3 separate regions of the Mus musculus genome follow, and all the other regions are linked to region 2. Evidence: chromatin contacts called from public Hi-C and promoter capture Hi-C data. All regions are on one chromosome and are shown on one strand. Each heading gives the region's core, a stretch centred on a gene start, on an enhancer-like site or on the middle of the called end of the contact. The rest is flanking DNA. Distances are from core to core; before and after follow the strand shown.

Region 1 (3,547 bases), core at 565-3,064, 94 kb after region 2:
TGTGTAGTCTCGGCTGTCCTGGAACTCACTTCTGAACTGGCATCAAACTCATATATCCACTTGCCTCTGCCTCCCAAGTGCTGGGATTAAAGGCGTGCGCCATCACTGCCTGGCTCAAAACATGCTTTTTAATGTATAACTATTTACTCTGACTAGGGAAGACTGAATGGAATAAAATAGATTGTGCAAGCCAGTTACGGTGGCACATGTCTCTAATTGTGTTCAAGGCCACCTTGGACTACATAATCAGATCCTTTGTCTCTGAAAACAGAAATACAAATATACTGTATGAATGAATGTAAATGTTCAGGAACTTGGAGTGTAGCTCAGTGGGAGAGTGTACATTTGGAATTTGTGAGGTTTGTTGTGATGGGATTGTAATACTTGAGAAGGTAAGGTAGGACTGCCAATATTTTAAGAACAGACCAGTCCAGGATGACTATAGGCAAGACGCTGCCTTTAACTAAGGTAAAACATCAAAACAAAAAATGCATTTAGGCAGGTGTCCTAGCATGGGGTGAGAAGTGAAGAGTGGGAGTGGGGTTGGGGGTAGGCAGCAGAGCCAGGTGGATCTCTGTGAGTTCAAGGCCAGCCTAGTCTATATAGCCCATTCCAGGCCAATCGGGGCAAGATAGTGAGAGAGATCCTTTCTAAAAAAAAAAAAAAGTCACCGGGCTGTGGTGGCGCAGGCCTTTAATCCTAGCACTTGGGAGGCAGAGGCAGGCAGATTTCTGAGTTCGAGGCCAACCTGGTCTACAGAGTGAGTTCCAGGACATCCAGGGCTACACAGAGAAACCCTGTCTCGAAAAAGAAAAAAAAAACGTCATTTGTATTGCTAGGATAGCTTTTTAGAAGTTGAATTGCTTAAAGGGTATATGTACATTTCAAAGAATATGTAATTGGGGGTAGAGAAAAGTCTTAGTGGTCATGAGCACTGGCTGCTCTTTGGCTGCTTACAGCTGCCTGTAACTCCAGTTCCAGGGGATACAATACCCTCACATCAATGAACATAAAGTAGAATAGAATAAAATAAAATAAGAATATATAATGGAAGATGCCTTCCTATGGACACTATCAATGGGCAGGTGTTCCAAGGCTGTATGAGATAACTTCTTATCTCTGTTTGGTCTTATTAGGAGACAGGATCCCTAAATAGTATAGGCTTGCCCAGTGCTTGCTGTGTAGACCAGGCTTGACGCCTGCTGTCCTCTGCCTTACTGAGAAAAAGCGATTTCTCCAAATTGATCAAGCAGTTAAAAGGGGCTTTGGGTATTTATACTGAAATACAGTTTTGCATCTTTGAAGGAAGGGAAAAAAGTAGTTTTTAAGTCTGAATGAAGAAGCCTTTGGAGAACTTGGCTGTGGATTTGTATATTCTGTGTAGGGAGTGTTTGTAAACTCCTCAAATTTAGCAGAGCCAAGACTGAGTGGGAAGAACAAAGGCTAGAAAATGAAACTGAGATTAGTTTATTCAAAATGCAAAAAAATGAAAGCTACAGTGTGGCTTAGTCAGTTACTGGGGACTACTTATTTATTTATTTTTGGATGTATGCATTCATGAGTGTGCATGTGTACATGTATGTATGTGTAAGGCCAGGGATCAACTGTAGGTGCGTCCTTAGGATCTGTCAACCTTGTTCATTGAGATAGGGTCTTTTCAAGGACTCAGGGCTACCTGACTGGACTAGGCCTCTGGCCACTGAGCCTTAGGATCCATCTCTTTGTCTCACTTGTGCTGCTGACTTCATGTGCCTACTGGAGATTGAGCTCAGGTTCTCTGTACTTGTGTGGGATGCACTTTTTGAGTCATTTGAGTCATGCACCGATTGAGTCATCCCTCCAGCCCCCTGATTCCTTATTACATGGTAAGCCTCCCTGAGAAAGGCTGGGATGTTAACAAGTGGAATGAAGCCAAGTACTGTGGCTTAACAGTGATATGCTGCACTATATGTCTTACATACTTTTGTCTTTATGTCTTATATAAACCTCTTTTTTTCTCTCTAAGAGTAGTTTATTTACTTTTCTAAGACCTCATTTGTACTTGTACACACTAGATCGTGTGTGGGTGTATGTATGTATGCATGCATGCATACATCCATTTGTGCATTTTATTGTGTTGGTTATCAAATTTAAGTTTTGTACATGCTAAACACATAGTTACACCTCTGGCCTAGATTGTATGTATTGGTTTAATAAATGAACAAATGGAAAAAAGATTAAAGGTAGACAATGTTATATGTATATATATACACACATACATTTTGAGCTAGATGAAGATTATAAAGTAAAATGTTTATCCTCAACTTATTAAAAATCTAAGTTTTGGGCTGGAGAGATGGCTCAGTGGTTAAGAGCATGGACTGTGCTTCTGAAGGTCCCGAGTTCAAATCCCAGCAACCACATGGTGGCTCACAACCATCCATAATGAGATCTGACGCCCTCTTCTGGTGTATCTGAAGATAGCTATATAATAATAAATAAATAAAAATCTAAGTTTTAGTAAGCTGAATTTTTGTAGGCTGCAAATATGTGTGCTGTTGTATGATATGTGCAGTATAAACAGAAACATCAGGGCCACAAGATGACTCAGTGAGTATATTTGCTATAAGAGCCTAGTGATTCAATACCCAGAATCCATCCATATAAAGGCAAAAGCAGGAAACTGATCCTTGTGTGCACACTGTGGCACAGATGTCACCACTCACCAATAACAAAAAAATAAAAGAATAATTTTTGACCTATAAAGTATATGATTAACATGAACTTAACATCATTACTTGTAAAGGTAAGTCAGCTTCTAATTTCTTTATTTCTTTTAATCACTTTCAACCTCCCTATTTTTGAATTAAGCTGTCAGGCTTCTCTGTTGCCTATGCATGGGGGAGAGTGGCAAGAACTCATACTTTGGGCCTGAACAGTTTCAGGTATGGCTGGGCTTTAACTCCTCATACATTGACTCCACAGGGAGCATTTCCAGCTCGACTGAAGAAAGTGCTGATTGTAGGAGCACCCATATGGTTCCGAGTGCCCTATTCAATCATCAGCCTGCTCTTGAAGGATAAAGTCCGGGAAAGGGTAAGGCAATCTCGTCGTTTCTTATTGGAGCTAGATAATACATTCCGGCCTCTGCTGGCAAGCTTTTGCCAGTTAGTTTTCTGCCTTCAAAGAATCCTCCGGGCTGATCTCGCGTGGTGTCTCCTCCTTTACTATACCCAGTCCCTCTCTACTCACCAGTCTGTGACACGATGCCTTCACTGTCCACAAACCTGTGGGTAGGAAAAGGCCACAATTTATCTGACACTTTCTTTACTACACCTTGAGTACAATAGTACTGAACCATGTGCCTCATAAGTATTTTAAGGATTGTATGAGTTCCAAAGTTTAACTTAGTGCTACATAAGACACTATTAATATCTAATAGTATTTGCTGTAACTCAGTGTCAAAGTGCTTGCTCAGCATGCCCAAGGGACTAGGTATAGTCCTCAACACCCTGCCCCAAAACTAAAACCAGAATCAGCACTTAATGTAATTATAGTAGCTCAACTG
Region 2 (3,334 bases), core at 589-3,088:
TCTACATCTTGTTCAGAAAGCAAATAAAAGAGGACTGGCTTCCAGGCAGCTAGGAGGAGGATCTCTCAAAGCCCACCCCCCACAGAGACACACTTCCTCCAACAAAGCCACACCTCCTAATAGTGCCACTTCCTGGGCCAAGCATATTCAAACCACCACACCAGGTGCCATGGAGATACTGCAGCTTTGGATCTGCAGGACCAACCCCTTCACATGCTCCTGAAGTTCATAGCTTGCTTTTCAACGTGATAATCTCAGCAAATCATCTTTTGGGGTAGATGAGGAAGCGACACATAGAAAGCATGCATTGTGGGCTGTAGAAGTGACAATACAATATATCCTGCCAGCCTCACTTACAGCAATAGAGAGTAGAGAGACACACCTTCATAACTGATATGGTTTGTGTGTCAGGAGGTTACCCCAACAGGTAGGGGCTCAGTAGAAATTCTTCTGGCCTTCGTTCTGCTTCTGTGATTTCAGACAGGAATTGTTTACCAGACTGTTCACCTCTTACAGATGAAGGTTAGGACTCCTACTTACACTCTGAATTTCTCATCATTGATGGGTACCATCAGTCACTGAGGATTGCAGAAACAATCTCCAGACATACCTGAGTAACACTTTAACTCCAGCACTTGGAGGCAGAGGTAAATGGATCTCTTTGAGTTTAAGGACAGCCTGGTCTATATAAAAATTACCAGGACAGATAGTACTAGAGACATTCTGTCTCAAAAAATAAAATAAAGTAAGACAGCCATGGTGGCACATGCTCACTCATAATCTCATCCTTTTGGATTGAATCTGGTTATATTGTGGTGAATTCATGGCTGACCTGGGCTACCTAAGGAAACTGTGTCAAAAAAATAAGAGGCAGGAATGCTTCCAATCCTGATTGTTTGGTACTACTGCCAGTCCAGTGACAGATCTCATGCTGGCCAGGATGGGACTATTTGTCAACTCTGGGGACCACTGGAACTGAGACATTTGCAGAGTTCTAATCACGTTTTTTGACAGAGATAATCCTCTTATTTATTTATTAGCATTCCACTCTTCTAAAGTTGTGTATGCTTTAAAAAAAAAAGATTTGTTTTATGTGTATCAGTGCTCTTAGCTGCATGTACATGTGCATGTCAGAAAAGAGCATCAGATCACATTATAGATGGTTGTGAACCACTATGTGGGCGATGGGACTTGAACTCATGACCTCCGGAAGAGCAGCCGTGCTGTTAACTGCTAAGCCATCTTTCCAGAGTTGGAGAGATAGCTCAGCCATTAAATAATAGGCTCACAACCAAAACTATGAGACAACTCTTTTAAAGGCAGTAACCTCTCTCTCTGGAAACTGACATCTACAGCTATTGACGGAGCAGACTCTCTTCAGTCACCAAAGACAGAACTCTGAGAGTAAACTAGGTGCTGCCAAGATGGCTCAGCGGTTAAGAGCACTTGACTGCTCTTCCAAAGGTCCAGAGTTCAATTCCCAGGAAAACCACAAACAGGGGATCTGAAGCTCTCTTCCGGTATGAAGACAGAGCAATCATATACACAAAATACGTAAATGAATAAATATTTAAAAACAAAACACAACACTGGACTAGACTAGTTGCATACGCACTGCATGCAAGGAAAAGTGTATTCGCAGGACACGGCTCTCCTTCCGCAATTCTTTCTCCCCCGCTCCCCTTTCAAAACAGGAAGTTCCAGAGTTGGACGAATGAAAAACCGGGGGCGTGTCTTTAACCAATCTTTTGATTGGTCCAGTGATCTAGAGGCGGGGTCTTTCTACGTCGAGGCGGAAATTACGCTAGATTTTCAACGTATTCCCTTTCTCCCGCATTCTCCATCATGGTGCGGAAGCTTAAGTTCCACGAGCAGAAGCTGCTGAAACAGGTGGACTTCCTAAACTGGGAAGTCACCGACCACAACCTCCACGAACTGCGTGTGCTGCGGCGGTACCGGCTGCAGCGGCGCGAGGAGTACACGCGCTACAACCAGCTGAGCCGAGCGGTGCGCGAGCTGGCGCGGCGCCTGCGCGACCTGCCGGAACGCGACCCATTCCGCGTGCGCGCCTCGGCGGCGCTGTTGGACAAGCTGTACGCTATGGGCCTGGTGCCCACGCGCGGCTCACTGGAACTCTGCGACTCCGTCTCGGCCTCGTCCTTCTGCCGCCGCCGCTTGCCTACTTTGCTCCTCAAGCTACGCATGGCGCAGCATCTCCAAGCTGCTGTGGCTTTTGTGGAGCAGGGTCATGTCCGCGTGGGCCCAGACGTGGTCACTGATCCCGCCTTTCTCGTCACTCGCAGCATGGAGGACTTTGTCACCTGGGTGGACTCATCCAAGATCAAGCGGCACGTGTTGGAGTACAATGAGGAGCGCGATGACTTTGATCTAGATGCCTAGCGAGTCTTCTTGTCCTGGCTTCTCAGCTACAGGTCACTGAACCGGGGATGGGGAGGATTGCCCCGGTGTACTGGGAATTTTTCCTAGAATTTGGACTGACAATTAAGTGACTGTGTCTTGAGAGACAGTGGGAAGCAGTTTTGTACCGCACTGGGGATTGCTAGCTTCTTGTGCCTTAAACTTTGTGGTGTAGAAGCAGGAATGTTACCTCTTCCCCTTTGCTTTCATCTTGAAATAGGACCGTCTGGATGGAGAGTTTGAGTTCAGTATATTTATATCGTTTAAAGAAACCCTTTCCTAATGCCAATAAATGTCCCACCGACGTTGTTTAAGTGCACATTTTTGTCTGGTCGTTCTTCTTACCTAGGGTCCTACATAGCCATATCTATTATCTTGCTAGCTGAAGAGCCTAAGGGCAGGAAAAGGGTTGAAGGCGTGAGGCTTTGGAGCCTCACGTGGAGGTTGCAGGATGTTGTACAAGCTGGGCAGATTTGTCACTTAACCAGTCCTTTTCTCGGAATGAATGTTTTGGCAGAGCTTTTATCCACAAGACTTCCTGTTGATATTCCAGCCCCAGGAAATACCATATTAAAGTCCTGGAGTGTTTGCTTGCCTAAGGAAATGATCGCCCTGTAGTTTGGCCAGCTAGTGGTTAGAAGGGACCCAGGAGGTTCCTGAAAACAGATGTTCTTCAAGGTCCTGGCTTCAGAGTTAAGGACACCCCCCCCCCCAAAAAAAAAAAACAAGCAAAAGGGCGAGGTAGTGCTGGCACAGCCTTTAATCCCAGCAGTTAGGAGGTTAAGGCAGGCAGATCTTTGAGTTCCAGGCCAGCCTGGTCGACATGAGGACAACCAGGGCTATGCAGAGAAATTTAGGACTTTAAAAAAAAAAAAAAAAAAAACGCAGCAGAAGCAAAAGGAAAACCATAAAGCAA
Region 3 (3,400 bases), core at 644-3,143, 72 kb before region 2:
CCCCAGACAGAGAAGTGATTCCTGGTGGTGGTGGGCAAATAAATCTGTGGGTAGGGGCCGAGCAAGATGCCAGAAGATGGGCGGTATGGGATGGTGCACGTCTCCTCTCTAGTTCCCAATTCATAAAAAGACAAACATTTCCCCTCCCTCTCATTCTTAAAGAGAGAACTCTTCTTCCCCAACCTTCCAAGAAGCCTCCCCTCCCAAACCCTGGATCCATATTTGGACAGTAATTGGCCCTTAATGAGGACCAAGTGTTGTGCTGACTCAGAAGAAGGAAAACAAGAAACAAGGCATAGGCTCACTGTGTCAGGTTCCCCAGGGTGCCTGGATAGTTCCTAAGTCTGTCTAAGTCCCCATAGAATAGCAACAATCAGCTTCTTAGTCCACCTTAACAGGTACTTATTGAACACCTACTGTATGCAACTGCCTACGGAGGGGAAAGTCAAAGGTTCACAGAAGACCCTCCATCAAGGGGAGGATGTGCAGTAGTTGTATACAAACCGTGAAGTACTGGGATGTGCAGAATGAGAGAGGAAGAAGAAAAGGCGATATGAGTTGAACACCTACTGTATGCCAGGCCCTAAGGTAGGCATTTGAGACATATTAAAACACTTAATGCTTATAAATTCAAACTTGTAAGTGAAAAACTGAACCACAGGAAAAAAAGGAGTAGTTAAAGGCCAGTCAAGTAGGAGAATTGGGATCAAGAACACATCAGACCAGGCATGGTAGTAAGAGCACAGAGCATGGGCTCAATGATTCGGCTTGCCCTCGCCTGGATCAACTCACCCAGGCCCTTTAATCCCTCTCAGCCTCAGTTTCTCTATCGAAATGGGGCTCGGTTCTATCAGAAGTCATGAGACGCTGGACTTGTGCTATGATTGTTGCTGCTCAGGGGTAAGGATTGGAAAGAGGGTGCACAGTGGAACGTGGGCACAGCAGGGAGCCCAGTGGAGGGATATGCGTGAAAGAAGAGAGGAACGGGAGTGTTCCTCTATGCGTCTCCTAGAAAAAACCCAGGCCAGGTCCCAATGCAGCTGGGGCTGGCCAAACACAGGCACGGGGAAAAGCCACAGTAACTCTGCTTTTTCCAGCTCCTGGTTGGGACTAGGCAGGCTCTTGCCTGGGAAGGAGCCAGGAGGAGAAGGCCCCAGCCTGAAGCTGTTAGGTAGGAGCTAAATCCAGGGCCAGATTTCCAGGAGGTGGTGGGGCAAGTGAAAACACCAAGATTTGGGGGTCAGGAGGCCTGGGATCCTGGCAGGAAATGGCCAGGCACTACCTTTGACCTTGGATTCTGAGCTGGGCTCCTCCTCCACAAAATGAAGGGAAGGGTGCTCAGCCCCTACCTTGCAGGGTTGTTTTGAAGCATGTGTTACCACAGGGCTGAGCTTCTGCACCACAAGATCCAGACCTCTTGTCTTTACAGGCAGAGAATGTACAGTCTGTGGAAAGAGAAGGGCAAACCCAGAGCCCTGCCTAGCGGTCTGCTTTAGTGGAATCCTCGGGGACCTGTGACCTTGAAGGCACCTAAACCCCTACATCACCGCAAGGGCAGAAGAGGGCTGGCAGCTCTCACTTTTATTTCCCGTTCTCAAGAGATCCTGTCCACAGAGTTCTGGGGGTCTAAAGACTTAAGAGACATTGTCCCAAACCCTTAAAATGGGGCATGGGTCTGCCTTGGCAGGAAAGGTCCTTCAATCCTAACCAGGAGCAAGAGCCCAGCACGGCCCCTTTAAGAAAGTTGGAGGTGGGAGCAGACAGAGGGAGCCCCCGCCCGAAATCTAAGCGCGGGTCTGGCGCCTGCCCCGCCCCCGGAGTTAAGTACTGGACAGCCCTTGCGCCCTAGCCCGTGCGAGGAGCCCTGCTCCCTCGACTTTGGACTTGAATTGCGACTTGCGACTTGCGACTCGGTGCTGTCCAGATTCAGCACGCTCTGTTCCTTCGCCTTACAAGTCCAGGCACCCAGCCCCGCCGCGATGCTTCTCGGCCCGGGACACCCGCTGTCAGCTCCAGCCCTGGCCTTGGCTCTTACCTTGGCCTTGTTGGTCAGATCTACAGCTCCTGGTGAGTGAGGGACTGAGACCCTGCCCCTGCCTAAAGGATCTATATGGGGACTGCACTCATGGTCCCTGATCAAGAGTCCAAGGGCCTATACTTCTTCCCCAGGCTGAGGGTCTGGAAGGAAAGCTGTGATCTCTGTTAATGGGAACTCCGGGTATCCAAGATTGTCTGGTTTTCCTGACCCTAGAAAGTCAGACTCTGAAAAGGGACCCCTGGAGTCAGATTGCCAAGGGTGTGGCTCTGCCCACCCAGGTTGTCTGGGACACTTAGCCACCTCGATGCTATCCATTCTCTTTGCCATACAGGTTTGAGTGACCACAGTGGCTATCAAAGTATACCCAGAGGCAGCATTAAGTGTGCATCCTGACCACAGATACTCTGAGCCAGAAGTGGGGGTGCTGTGAAGTGAGACTCGGAGAGGAGGCACAATGCCCCACCCTGTGTGTGCCCAGCACACCTCTGCCACGGCCTCCTCTAACTGCCTCTGGCTTCCATACTCTCTTTTTGTTCCCAGGGCTGGCTAGCTGGCTTCTGTCCCTACCTCCATCGGCCCGTATACCTTCTTTCCCTCGTGTCTGCTCTCCTCACTGAGAGGACCTGGCTGGTGACAGACAAGACCACCCACTCTCCAGGGCCCAGAGGCAAGGCTGCCACCCCTCAGATATCTCTCTGATAGCCCTGGGACAAACCAGGCCACACCCCCTGTCTCTAGCTCTGGTGTCTGACCAGCAGAGCCTGAGTGAAGAGCACCTTGGTGGGCATCTTGTCTGTCACAATTGTCACAATCCCAGGAACCCTAGCAGTACAACGCTCTTCCTTTCCTGGAGATGAGGTCTGGTTAGACCATGAGATCTGTGGCCTCGGGGCCCCATCTGTCATTACTACCAATGTATGAATCAGGCAGTCAGCCTACATCTTTCAGGACCATTTCCAAGAGCAACTTAAAGCAGAGAAGGAACTTGAGTCTCCCTTCCAGGGGCCCGGACCACACCCTTCTCCCCGTCAGACGGAGGAGACCAGCTCTAAAGAAGGCTATCACGAGGCACCCAGAAGGGAAGTGAGTCAGGGAAGGACCCCTCACTAAGGTGACTCCAGCTAGATCTGGGCTCCTCATCCTCACTGCTCAGACTGCCTTTCCTAAAATCTCACAGTCCCGGAGATGAACAGACATGAGGGATGTGAGGAGGGAACACTGAGGTAGCTGGGCATTTCCAACCAAGAGATGGTTCCCTGCAGGCCCTACCTGCTTGGGCTTCAACCGGGAGCAATTTTTAGACACCATCTTAGCTCTGGCAATGAGAGACATGATGCTAGAACAACACAAAGATGGGCGGGC

What was found. Promoter capture Hi-C pulls out the DNA fragments that hold promoters and counts their contacts. Hi-C and Micro-C count contacts between places; a contact is called where the count stands out from the background.
Region 1: a Hi-C map of bone marrow-derived macrophages shows a contact between it and region 2, with 48 read pairs. The contact joins the enhancer-like site here to the promoter of Imp3 in region 2. A contact is called at or near these places in 16 of 39 promoter capture datasets (the 3T3-L1 cell line, 3T3-L1-derived adipocytes, the C10 cell line and 11 more), 4 of 15 datasets of contacts at CTCF or cohesin (CD8 T cells, the G1E-ER4 cell line, the NIH/3T3 cell line and 1 more), 39 of 484 Hi-C or Micro-C datasets (the 4T1 cell line, the AML12 cell line, the Ba/F3 cell line and 28 more), 28 of 115 datasets of contacts at active chromatin or transcription factors (the 230-238 cell line, CD8 T cells, the SCID.adh cell line and 18 more) and 3 of 9 other capture datasets (adipose tissue, liver and pancreatic islet).
Region 3: a promoter capture Hi-C map of embryonic stem cells shows a contact between it and region 2, with 3 times the contacts expected there. The contact joins the promoter of Cspg4 here to the promoter of Imp3 in region 2. A contact is called at or near these places in 9 of 39 promoter capture datasets (cranial neural crest, embryonic stem cells, epiblast stem cells and 5 more), 2 of 484 Hi-C or Micro-C datasets (muscle stem cells and nephron progenitors), 6 of 115 datasets of contacts at active chromatin or transcription factors (the SCID.adh cell line, embryonic stem cells and pancreatic cancer cells) and 2 of 9 other capture datasets (adipose tissue and pancreatic islet).

The regions. Positions count from the first base shown.
Region 1 is chr9:57,030,142-57,033,688 of GRCm38.p6, forward strand. Ptpn9 (protein tyrosine phosphatase, non-receptor type 9) reads left to right here. Exons shown (of 13, transcript NM_019651.2): 6 at 2,965-3,075. Among named protein-coding and RNA genes, the nearest start is that of Ptpn9, 37 kb to the left of the region's middle. Within about 2 kb of position 1,815, at least 19 of the 459 cell types and tissues checked have an H3K27ac peak or open chromatin away from gene starts, as enhancers often do. A contact at or near this core is called in bone marrow-derived macrophages, where this site is marked.
Region 2 is chr9:56,935,662-56,938,995 of GRCm38.p6, forward strand. It overlaps Imp3 (IMP3, U3 small nucleolar ribonucleoprotein), which reads left to right and starts at 1,839. Exons shown (of 1, transcript NM_133976.2): 1 at 1,839-2,737. The coding sequence starts at 1,846. The coding sequence ends at 2,400.
Region 3 is chr9:56,863,211-56,866,610 of GRCm38.p6, forward strand. Cspg4 (chondroitin sulfate proteoglycan 4) reads left to right here and starts at 1,894. Exons shown (of 10, transcript NM_139001.2): 1 at 1,894-2,067. The coding sequence starts at 1,980.